2 separate regions of the Sus scrofa genome follow, and region 1 is linked to region 2. A link is a contact called in public Hi-C data. All regions are on one chromosome and are shown on one strand. The core of a region is the stretch at or near the end of the contact, and the rest is flanking DNA. Distances in the headings are between cores, read along the strand shown. Region 1 holds the start of SNRPA (small nuclear ribonucleoprotein polypeptide A). Region 2 overlaps NUMBL (numb-like protein).

Region 1 (4,988 bases), core at 1,339-3,838, 83 kb after region 2:
TAAGTATTTGCAAGTCATTAAACACCTCTTTACTTCACTCTGGGCCTGGGCACAAACTGTTTACTTTCCACATCACATACCCCTGAATAATCTGCCCAACAGCACTCAGGGGTCCCCTCTATGCGGGCTGCACTGACCCCCAGCCCAGGTACTCCCTTTGGGCCCTTCCCTCACAGCTCTGACCACCCTGGGCTGTCACTGGTAGAGGTGGGATCTGTCTCTCCCACCGGGTGTTTGTCAGGGCAGGACTTTTTTCATGGCTGAAGGCACACTGCCACTGAAAGGATCTAAGTAGGGGGCTGAAGCAGACAGGCTATTCATTTTTGTTTTTCTCTTTATGGCTGCACCTGGGATAGTGGTCGAATTGGAGCTGAAGCTGCCAGCCACAGCCACAGCCATGCCAGAGCAGCTTGCAGCAATGCTGGACCCTTAATGCTCACCCTGAGTGAGGCCAGGGATTGAACCTGCAGCCTCATGGATACTAGTCCGGTTCTTAACTCACTGAGCCACAACAGGAACTCCAGGCTGTTTGACCTTGAGCAAACGGGAAACCCCAAGAGGAGATGGCTGGAGTGACCTAGGGACAGGTTTTGGGTGAGACCCTGAGTGGGTGGGTGAGGTGGGGCATGGGGACCCTACCGGTCCTTGTGCAGTTTCAGGAGCCTCTTGACATCCTCTCTGCTCTTGGGGACTGGGCCGGCCCTCTCCAAGGCCTCCTTCAGGAGCTGGCTCTTCTCCAGGCCGAAGACATGAGGGGCAGCAAAGCCGGTGGCAGGTGGTGGAGGTGGCAGTGGGGGTGGTGGGGGTACAGGGGCCTGGAGACTCAAGGGAGAGGGTGGAAAAGCTACGTCCGGGAGATTTGGGGGTAGGGGAGGAGGTGGGATGATGGGGGTCTGGGGTGCAGGAGTTTCTGGAGGATGAATTGGTGGCTCTAAGGGAGGAGAGCATGGAGAAATCATTTTGGGGTCTGTGACTTGCACTGGAAGGCTTAGCAGAGGGAAGGGAAGGATCCTCCCAAATGCGTTGGTCACAGGGATGGAGATTCTGAAGGCTTTAGAGCTGAATTCCAGACTTGGGGGAGGAAGGTGAACAGAAGGACTGAAAAAATCAGGGCTAAAACCTGGAACTTTGGAAGCAGACTCAATCCCTGAGGCTGACTGAAATCACAAGGAATTTGAGAGTTAACGCGGTCCTTTAATCTGGAACCAGATTTGAGATACAGAGTTGGGGTGCAAGGCTCAAGCAGTGATACTCATTAGGAGTTAACTTATCAGGGGCTAGATTTGGAAACTTGGGGTTCAATCTCAGGATATGAAAGCTCAGACCTAGAGTAAGGCACCGAAAGCGGATTTCGAGCCACAGGATTAAAGAGTGGGAGAATTTAGGCTAGATATCCACCCCTCGCATCACAGACCCGAGTTTGGAACCTTAGCGCTGACCTTTGAGTCAGAGGTCAAGAGGTCAAAGGACATCTGGCAGGGAAAAAGGCCTAGCTGTGGAGAAAGTCCTGAAATCAGAGCGCAAAAAGAGGAGGCTTGAGGGTTCGGGAAGGCCGATAGATCGGAGGTCGTTGGGAGCCGCAACAACGCTCGGATACGGAACGGAGTCGGAAGGTAAAACACTGCTCCCCTCCCCGCAAAATGGCGACCGCGGCGCACAACCTTTCCCAAATTTCGTGGTAAGACTTGAAAGTGGTGTCCGCCCCTTTAACGATCACGTGACAAAGAACGCGTAGCGGAGGGGGAAGAGGTGGGGCTCCTAAAGAACTGCCTCCGAGGAGTCCGCCGCGAGAATTGCGTCCCGATTGGCTAGAAGCGCGTGAGGGGGCGCGGCCTTCACTGATTGGCTTGTAGCCCGGGGCGCCGCAAAAGCCAAGGGCTTGCAGTGGTCGGGCGGAGTTGTTCTGCTGAGGCGGGAACCCAAGGATCGTTTTGATTGGCAAAACCTCGGTCCGAGAGCGAGACTTACTCTGATTGGCCAAGCTACCAGGTGTCCGCGAGGGGATTGGTTTGTAGAAAGATAAAGGCGGGACCAGGAGAGGAAGTTTTGTGGTCGGCGCACAGCAACGCAGAAGGTGCCGCTTGCGGGAGCTGCGACTTGGTTCGTGAGTAGTGTGCTCAGCGGCCATTGGGATCGGGCGGGTGGAGAGCCTGGCGCCCGGGCCTTGCCGTGCCTCGGGGGGTCGGGGGAAGGAGCTATTTCTGCGCTGTGCGAGGCCAAGACTCCGCAAAGTTCTCACTCCTACCTTAACTGGCTCATACATCCGGGCTTTTTCTCCTGGGCCGCCCTTTGAGCGCGTGGGCCAGTGGGAACCGCCACCTCGGACACCCCGCCTACAGAGTGGCGTAAAGCATCCTGGGACTCGTAGTAAACCTCTCGAGATTTCCTTCACCACGCGGGCAGGAGACGCCGTGTCGTGCGTTTGCTTTGTTTTTCGAGGTGTTTGTCTTTTCCCTCCTCATTACCCACTTGACTTCCTCTTAGAAGGAAGATCTCTAAGCAGCCCACGTTGGGACAAAGGATTTGGAGAAACCCAGTTCCGAGGTTACCTTTTTTATTCTTTCAGCTCTGTCTCAGCAACTCCTTCCATGGCAGTTCCCGAGACCCGTCCCAATCACACTATTTATATCAACAATCTCAACGAGAAGATCAAGAAGGATGGTGAGTTCTGGAAATAGTTCCGACTCGAGGCTGTCCCACACTTGCCGGCCCCCTCGTCTATCCCCAGCATCCGCGTCTCTTTCTCAGTCTTCTCCAGGCAAACTCTTAGCGTAAACCCCAACCCCTCGGCTTTTGCACATGCTGCTTCCTCTGAGTTTAAGACTTCCTCAGTTGTCTTACAGCCAGCCCATTAACCTGGTAACTGTTGCCCATCCTTCGAGGTTTCAACTCAAGGAGCCCTCCTCCCGGAAGTCTTACCCCTCCCCTTTCTGCCTGCCATGCTTGCTTCTAACTTCCCTTGACTCTGAACATACCCCTTTAAGCCCTGATGGTTGTGGACTGTTTTGGGGCAGTCTCCCTGTTGGCCTTTGACCTCCCTGAGGGTAGGAGCTGGAACTGCCTTGGTCATTGTCATGGTCTCAGTGATCAGCCCACAATGACACTGTTTCATTTCAAAGTGAAAATGAGATGAATAATAATGATGGCTAACACTCTGTTTATAAATCTTGATTACATTGAATTTAAATGGCAACCCCGCAGGAAGGACCTGTTGACCCCATTTCTCAGATTAGGTAACTGGGACTCATGGGTAGTTTGATTTGCCTGAGGTCACACAGCATGGAAAAGTGAGTGAGGCCAACACCAGCCTGGAGGAATTCTGCCTGAGAACTGGATTCTTTTTTTTTTTAATTGTCTTTTTAGGGCTGCCCATTGGCATACAGAAGTTCCCAGGCTAGGGGTTGAATCAGAGCTGCAGCTGCCGTCCTGTGCCTCAGCCACAGCCACTTGGGATCTGAGCTGCGTCTGCAACCTATACCACAGCTCACAGCAATGCCAGATCCTTAACCCACTGAGAAAGGCACCCTCGTGGACACTAGTCGGGTTCATCATCGCTGAGCCACGACAGGAACTCCGAAGAACTCAATTCTTGACATTTAACATATTTTTCCATTTTCTTGAGCAAGTTACTGATCCTCATTTTTTATATAGGAAAACTGGAAAAAACCTTAATACAACGTTTGCATGGATGTTATGGGGATTATGTTGACTAAACTGCCATGCAGCTTGTTTTTATGGTACCCAGTAGTTAGTAAAGGTGTTACTTCCTGCTTATCACCTCAAGACAATTGTCAGGAGAACCAAATTGTTGAGGTTGAGTTTGAGGTTGCTGATAGTTCCTGTTGAAGATAATAAAAGAAGCCATGTAAATTTCTCATAAACTTTGGGGGGGGGCACACCTGCAGCATGTGGAAGTTCCTGAGCCAGGGAGCAAACTGTAGCCAATGCCACATTCTTTTTTTTTTTTTTTTTTTTTTTTTTTTGCTATTTCTTAGGCCGCTCCATTGGCATATGGAGGTCCCACGCTAGGGGTCGAATCAGAGCTGTAGCCACCGGCCTACGCCAGAGCCACAGCAACGCGGGATCCAAGCCGGTGTGCAACCTACACCACAGCTCACGGCAACGACGGATCCTTAACCCACTGAGCAAGGCAGGGACCGAACCCTCAACCTCATGGTTCCTAGTCGGATTCGTTAACCACTGCGCCACGACGGGAACTCCCAATGCCACATTCTTAACCTGCTGTACCACAGGAAAACTCCAAATAGCTCAGTGCTTTTAGAGCATGACAGCCAGCCAGTGCTTTGTGGAGCTGGGGACACACTGGTGACTGAGACAGTCCTGGTCCTGGCTTCATGGAGCCACAGTCCAGTGGGGTGATCAGGGCACCTAGAAAGGGGTATTCAGTTTTATAGAAAAGGAGGCATTTTGGAAAAGCTTTCCAGGAAGAGGAGGCAGTATTTTGGATGAGGGAGAAGAGAATTCCTAAGCTGGACCTACATGCACAATGTCTCGGGGCAAAGAGCCCAGGGCATTCTGGGAAGGTAAGTCCTGCAGTTTTGGGTGCCTGAGATTTAGAGGCCTCTCAATAGAACGTTCCAGTGAGCAGCGCCCTCTGGCTCCTGGGTCCTTTTAGGCTGGGTAAAGTGTCGGACTTCATCCTGAGGGCATTGGGGAACCAGACAAGGGGTACCATCCTGTGACAGGTGAACTCGAGTGGACAAGAGAGAAGACTGGAGTGACCCAGAGTCCAGGGGAATGCTGGGGCCCAAACTGAGTTCATGGGATGGAGGGTTGAGACAGCCCAGAGAGATCATTTTGGCTCTTTGCTTCCCACTTCCCCTGCCTCCGTCACATGTCTTTTTTTTTTTTTTTTTTTTTTCTTTTTTTTTGGCTACACAGCACATAGACACACACCCACCCCCCAGTATATGAAAGTTCCCAGCCGGGGGTCAGATCCACACCATGGCAATGATAGGGACCTGTAG
Region 2 (5,348 bases), core at 588-3,087:
TCTGTGAGGACTAGCATCAACCCCTGACCTCACTCAATGGGTTAAGGATCCGGCTTTGCCATGATCTGTGGCTGTGGTGTAGGCTGGCAGCTGAAACTCTGATTTGACCCCTAGCCTGGGAACCTCCATGTACTGTGGGTATGACCCTAAAAGGCAAAAAAAATAAAATAAAATTGAACCCCATCTCTTGCTACCTCCTCCTCTGGTTTATTTTCTTCATAATACTTTCACCACCAGCCATTATATCACATATATACATTATTTCTTTATTTATTTACTGCAGCATGCAGAAGTCTCTGGGCAAGGGAGCCAAGCTGCTGCAGTGACAATGCAAGATCCTTAACTCACCGTGCCACCAGGGAACTCCTATTTCCTTTTTTTTAAATCCTTTCATTAGAATATCAATTCCAGCAAAGGGAGCTATTTCTCCCCCCCCCCCAGTGCTATATAACCCTCGGGCCTAGCATAATAGCTGGCACTGGTGTTCAGTACACATTTTTGAACGAAGAAATGAGTGAGCAGGGAGTTCCCATTGTGGCTCAGCAGTAATGAACACGACTAGTATCCACGAGGACGCGGGTTCGATCCCTGGCCTTGCTCAATGGGTTAAAGATCCAGTGTTGCTGTGAGCTGTAGTGTAGGTCGCAGACAGCGGCTTGAATCTGGTGTTTTGCATTCTATTTTATTTTATTCTATTCTATTTTATTTTTTTAAGGGCTGCACGAGTGGCATGTGGAGGTTGCCAGGCTAAGGATCAAATCAGAACTACAGCTGCCAGCCTACATACACCACAGCCACAGCAACGTGGGGTCTGAGGCGCATCTGTGACCCTACACCATGGCTCACAGCAATGCCAGATCCTTAACCTACTGAGCGAGGCCAGGGATGGAACCCACAACCTCATGGTTCCCAGTCAGATTCGTTTCCACTGCGCCAAGACGGGAATTCCATGAATCTGGAGTTTTTTAAAAAGACAAGACAAAAAGAAAAATGCGTGAGCAGACGCATGTTCCTGTTGGCCATTATCCCAACAGGACCTGAGGTCCCTGAGGGCAGGGCCTGTGTATGTCATTGTGTACCCTGGGCTCTCAGTACCTGATAGAAGCAAGTAGTTCTGAAACTGCTGGTAAAATGAAGAAAAGAATGCAGCATGAGGGGAAGTAATCAGAGGTTGCCTGGGGCTGACGCTGGCAACAGGAATGAGAATTGACGGCAAGTGAGCACAAGCGATCTTTTCAGGGTGATGGAAGTGTTCTAAAATTGGATTGTGGTGATGGCTGCACTCCTGTCAAAACAATCACCCAGTATCATTACCTCACTTAAAACAGGTGAGTCTTACGATACATAGGTGACAGCTGAGGAAAACTGTTGAACAAAACAAAGCAAAATCTGTGGGAGGGAGTATATGACTGCTCCCTAGAACGTGCGCGGCAGGTCATCTGAGCCTTCCTCTGTGCTGCCCTGGGTGATGCTGGGGACAGAGCGGTGACTAAAGACAGCGCTTGTCTCTGGCTTCACAGGCCTGCTGACGGCCCAGAGGGTCAGGGCTGGGTGGAGGGGAACAGTGGCAGGTGGGCCAGGGCCGGGATGGGGGGAAGCATGGGGGACGCAGGAGATCCAGATGGAAGGGGTCAGCGAGGTCTTTCTAGAGGAGCGAGCGGCTGAGCCAGACCCTGGAGGATAACGGTGTCTATGACTGTGATGCCTTTTTTTCTTTTTCTTTTCCTTTAACACTTGTTCTACTTTAGCCTAAGCCGGGCGGGTCTCTCCTGCAGAGCCACGGTCCGGCCCTTGCGCGTTTCCCCAGGGCAGGGCCACACGGGGGTGCTGCGCTACCGCGCTCGGGAGACTCTACGAGGATCCGCTGGGCCTTGCAGGAGCCGGAGATGAGAGCGGCTCATCGAGGACGGAGGGTTGTTTGTCTGCGGAACAGTTGCGAAGAGACGGCGGCCACAGGGGCGGCGGGAGGCGGAAGCAGCGGGGGCCAGGGCGCCGCGGGGGTCTGCCCTTGACCGTGGCGCCCGGCTGCCGTGGCGCAGGGCGGGGTTTTCAAAAGAGCCGCGGAGGGGGGCGGGGCGCTAGGCGGGGTCTCGCGCGGAATGTTCCTACGTAGCCGTCGCCGCCGGGCGGGGCTTCAGGAGCGAAGGCGCTTGGGAGGCGGGGTTTCCCAAAGCGCTCAGGGAAGGGGGCGTCGAGTCAGCCTGGGCTGGACGTCCCCGCAAACCTGGCTTCGAGGGGGAGAGAGTGGGGGCGCTGCCTCACGCAGCTCCCGGTGGGACGCGGTCCCCGGGTAAGCGGGGGCGTTAACTCCGCGGCCCTGGGTCTATTCTGAGAGAGGCGACGCTTGAAGGACGTGGAAGGTGGGAGGTTAACCCCGGAGCCGTAGTCTCTAGGGGGAGAAAATTGCCGTGAAGAACGAAAGTCTCCATTGGGCGTGGGAGGGAAGATGGGGAAACAGCTAAGAGGAGCCCGTGGGAGGTCTTGAGGAGATAACGGGTTAGTGGAGCTCCGCGGGCCCAAAATATCTGCTTCTGCAGGAACTGGGGGAGGTGAAGGTCGGTCTGGGAAAGCCCGCTCTCAGCACAGCGAAGGATGGTTTTGTGTGAAGATCAGCCTCGCGCACGGAAGAGGGTCTTGACTCTGTCCCTGATTTTCTCTGTGCTGCGTGGCCTCAGTTTCCCCGTTAGTCCCATCGTTTGCATCATCTTCAAGTCGATCCCTGGCCTCGCTCAGTGGGTTAAAGATCCACTGTTTCCCTGAATTGTGGTGTAGCTCAGATCTGGCGTGGCTGTCGCCTAGGCTGGCAGCTGCAGCTGGGATTGGACCCCTGGCCTAGGAACTTCCATATGCTGCAGGTGCAGTCCTTACAAAAAAAAAAAAAAAAATGCAAAAAAAGAAAATGTTATTACTGAACTTATTAGCAGCAGATTATAATTTAAAAAAATTCCTTGGTTCAGAATCTGTAATAGAAACGGGGTGATTAATTTGGGGTACCCATCAACACCCACTTTTCTAGTGCTGGGTCAGCATTACCCACTTCCATGCTCTTACTCAGGTTAATATGCAGGGAGACACTTTTTACTCCCTCTGGTTTTAGGAGAGGACTTGGAGGAAAAGCTCCATCTCCAACCCTCCTGCCTGGACACACACCCTGCTTTCTCGAGGGGCACCGTTATATTCTTCCTTTATTGGCTGTCCTTGTATAATACAAATCTGCAAGTTTAGATACAAAAAAATCTGGAAATAAAAGATAGAAAAGTACCCGCCAGGCACCCCTTTCTTCTTCCCGGACGCCTCCCCAGCGGGTACCCATGTGAGGTAACGGAGCATCTTCTTCCCCTTCCCCCTACCCCGCCTCCTGGGCCCCCAACTTGACCCCCACCCCCATGAGACCTTGGCCCAAAGATGACGTGGGCCTTCAAGGGGAGGGGAGAGGTGAGCACAGCATTGGCAGTGAACGCAGCAGGTGGGCAGAAGGAAGCCCTTTGCTTGTGCTGTGTATGGGGGGCAGGGGGATGACCAGACTCAGGGCGGGCACTCATCTGGGGCCCAGGAGAGCCTCCAGATGGGCATCCCTTCTCCATCCCACCCAACCCTGGAAGGGAGAAGGTCAACAACAGAAACTGGGAAACGTAGCTTGAACCAAGGGCGCTCCGTAGGATTGTGGCCGTCCCCTGGTGTTTGGGGTTGCGGGGGAGGGGATGATGCCAGCCTAAGTCTGGCAGAGGAATGGATCTCTTAGGCAGGCTGGCTCCGTCCCTGAATTCCATCCTGTCGCAACCTGGGCATCACAAAGTCGGTTCTGTAGTGGTTGTGGGAGGCGGTCCAGAGAAGGTGTTAGAGGGGGATGGGGGAGGGGGGGAGGCTCAGCCCTAGGGAGCAGGACTAGGGGAGAGGTTGGGCCTCCACTCCCAGGCGTGGGGCCCCTAGAGATGATGGGGTGGGCAGGGTGGCTCGGGCTACAGTTCGATCTCAAAGGTCTTCTGCAGGTCGCCTGAGAAGGGGTTGGGAGGCTTCTCTACAGCGGGTTTGCCTTCTAATGCTGCCCACTGGGCCTCAAAGGGGTCCAGCTCAGGGGCCGGGGCGGGTGCTGGCTCTGGGGGCCAGGGTGCCCCACTGGGTCGGGGACGGGCCTGGCTCCCGGGGACACTGGGTGTGGCTGGGGGTGGGAAGGCCCCGGCTTTTCCGAGCAGGGTGGCGGGTTGGGGCTGGAGCTGGGCGGCTGAACAGAAGGCATTGGCCACCATCTGTGATGGTGTGATGCCCACCACGGGCACTCGAGGCATGGGTGGATAGCCCAAGCCTGGATAGGCGGGCACAAAAGGGGGCTGCATGTGTGGGGGTGGCAGGAACACGGCCACCTGGGCAGGTGCAGCGTCGAAGGGCCCCATGGGGGTGGGGAAGGGCTGCAGGCCAGGGGGCACGGCGGGCACTGAGGCCACCTGCTGCTGCTGCTGCTGCTGCTGCTGCTGCTGCTGCTGCTGCTGCTGCTGCTGCTGCGCTTTTGCCACCTGGGATACCTCCTCCAGCCACCTCTCGGCCTCCGAAGGGGTCCGCTTGTGCCCAGGCTGGAAGGCAGCTGCAGGGGGCGCAGAGGGCTCACCCCAGGCAGAAGTCCCTGGAGAGAGGAGAGCGGCAGTTAGGGGGCGTGGGCCGCAGCAGAGAGAACCCCAGGCTGGGGCTCTGACTCTGGCCCAGGCTGCCTGCCTTGCATTCAGCTCTGCTCCTCATTCGCTGTGCGGACTTTGGGCAGATGGTTTGAGCATCCTAGACCACGTGAGGTCCTGCAGAGCTAAGAAAATACAGTTCTCGGAGTTCCCGTCGTGGCACAGCAGAAACGAATCTGACTTGGAACCATGAGGTTTCAGGTTCAATCCCTGGCCTTGCTCAGTGGGTTAAGGATCCGGTGTTGCCATGAGCTGTGGTGTAGGTCGCAGACTCGGCTCAGATCCTGCCTTGCTGTGGCTGTGGTGTAGGCCAGCAGCTATAACTCTGATTGGACCCCCAGCCTGGGAACTCCCATATGCCAAGGGTGTGACCCTTAAACGACACACAAAAAAAAGACTCTAAGGTCCTAAGATGGAAAAGCATAGGAAAGGCTGACAACCACCCAGGCCAGCTTCCCTTCTGACTGATGAGGGCCAAACCTGTAATTAACTTTTTTTTTTTTCCTTTTCGGGGCCACACCTGCAGCATATGGAAGTTCCCAGGCTAGGGGTCCAATCCGAGCTACATCTTCGACCTGTTACTCTCGGCAATGCCAGATCCTTAACCCTGTGAGCAAGGCCAGGGATCTAACCCACATCCTCTTGGATACTAGTCAGATTCTTAACCTGCTGAGCCACAAC

The links. A called contact is a pair of places that touch in the nucleus more often than the background predicts.
Region 1: a Hi-C map of skeletal muscle shows a contact between it and region 2, with 4 times the contacts expected there. The contact joins the promoter of SNRPA here to the enhancer-like site in region 2. A contact is called at or near these places in 1 of 5 promoter capture datasets (skeletal muscle), 5 of 47 Hi-C or Micro-C datasets (embryonic fibroblasts, heart right ventricle, liver and 1 more) and 1 of 2 datasets of contacts at active chromatin or transcription factors (skeletal muscle).

The regions. Positions count from the first base shown.
Region 1 is chr6:48,969,280-48,974,267 of Sscrofa11.1, forward strand. It overlaps SNRPA (small nuclear ribonucleoprotein polypeptide A), which reads left to right and starts at 2,589. Exons shown (of 7, transcript NM_001077222.1): 1 at 2,589-2,661. The coding sequence starts at 2,589. C6H19orf54 (UPF0692 protein C19orf54 homolog) reads right to left here and starts at 1,765. Exons shown (of 4, transcript XM_005655850.3): 1 at 640-1,765. The coding sequence starts at 959.
Region 2 is chr6:48,886,889-48,892,236 of Sscrofa11.1, forward strand. It overlaps NUMBL (numb-like protein), which reads right to left. Exons shown (of 10, transcript XM_021094402.1): 10 at 3,168-4,618. The coding sequence ends at 3,960. Among named protein-coding and RNA genes, the nearest start is that of NUMBL, 29 kb to the right of the region's middle. Within about 2 kb of position 1,838, at least 67 of the 83 cell types and tissues checked have an H3K27ac peak or open chromatin away from gene starts, as enhancers often do. A contact at or near this core is called in embryonic fibroblasts, liver and skeletal muscle, where this site is marked.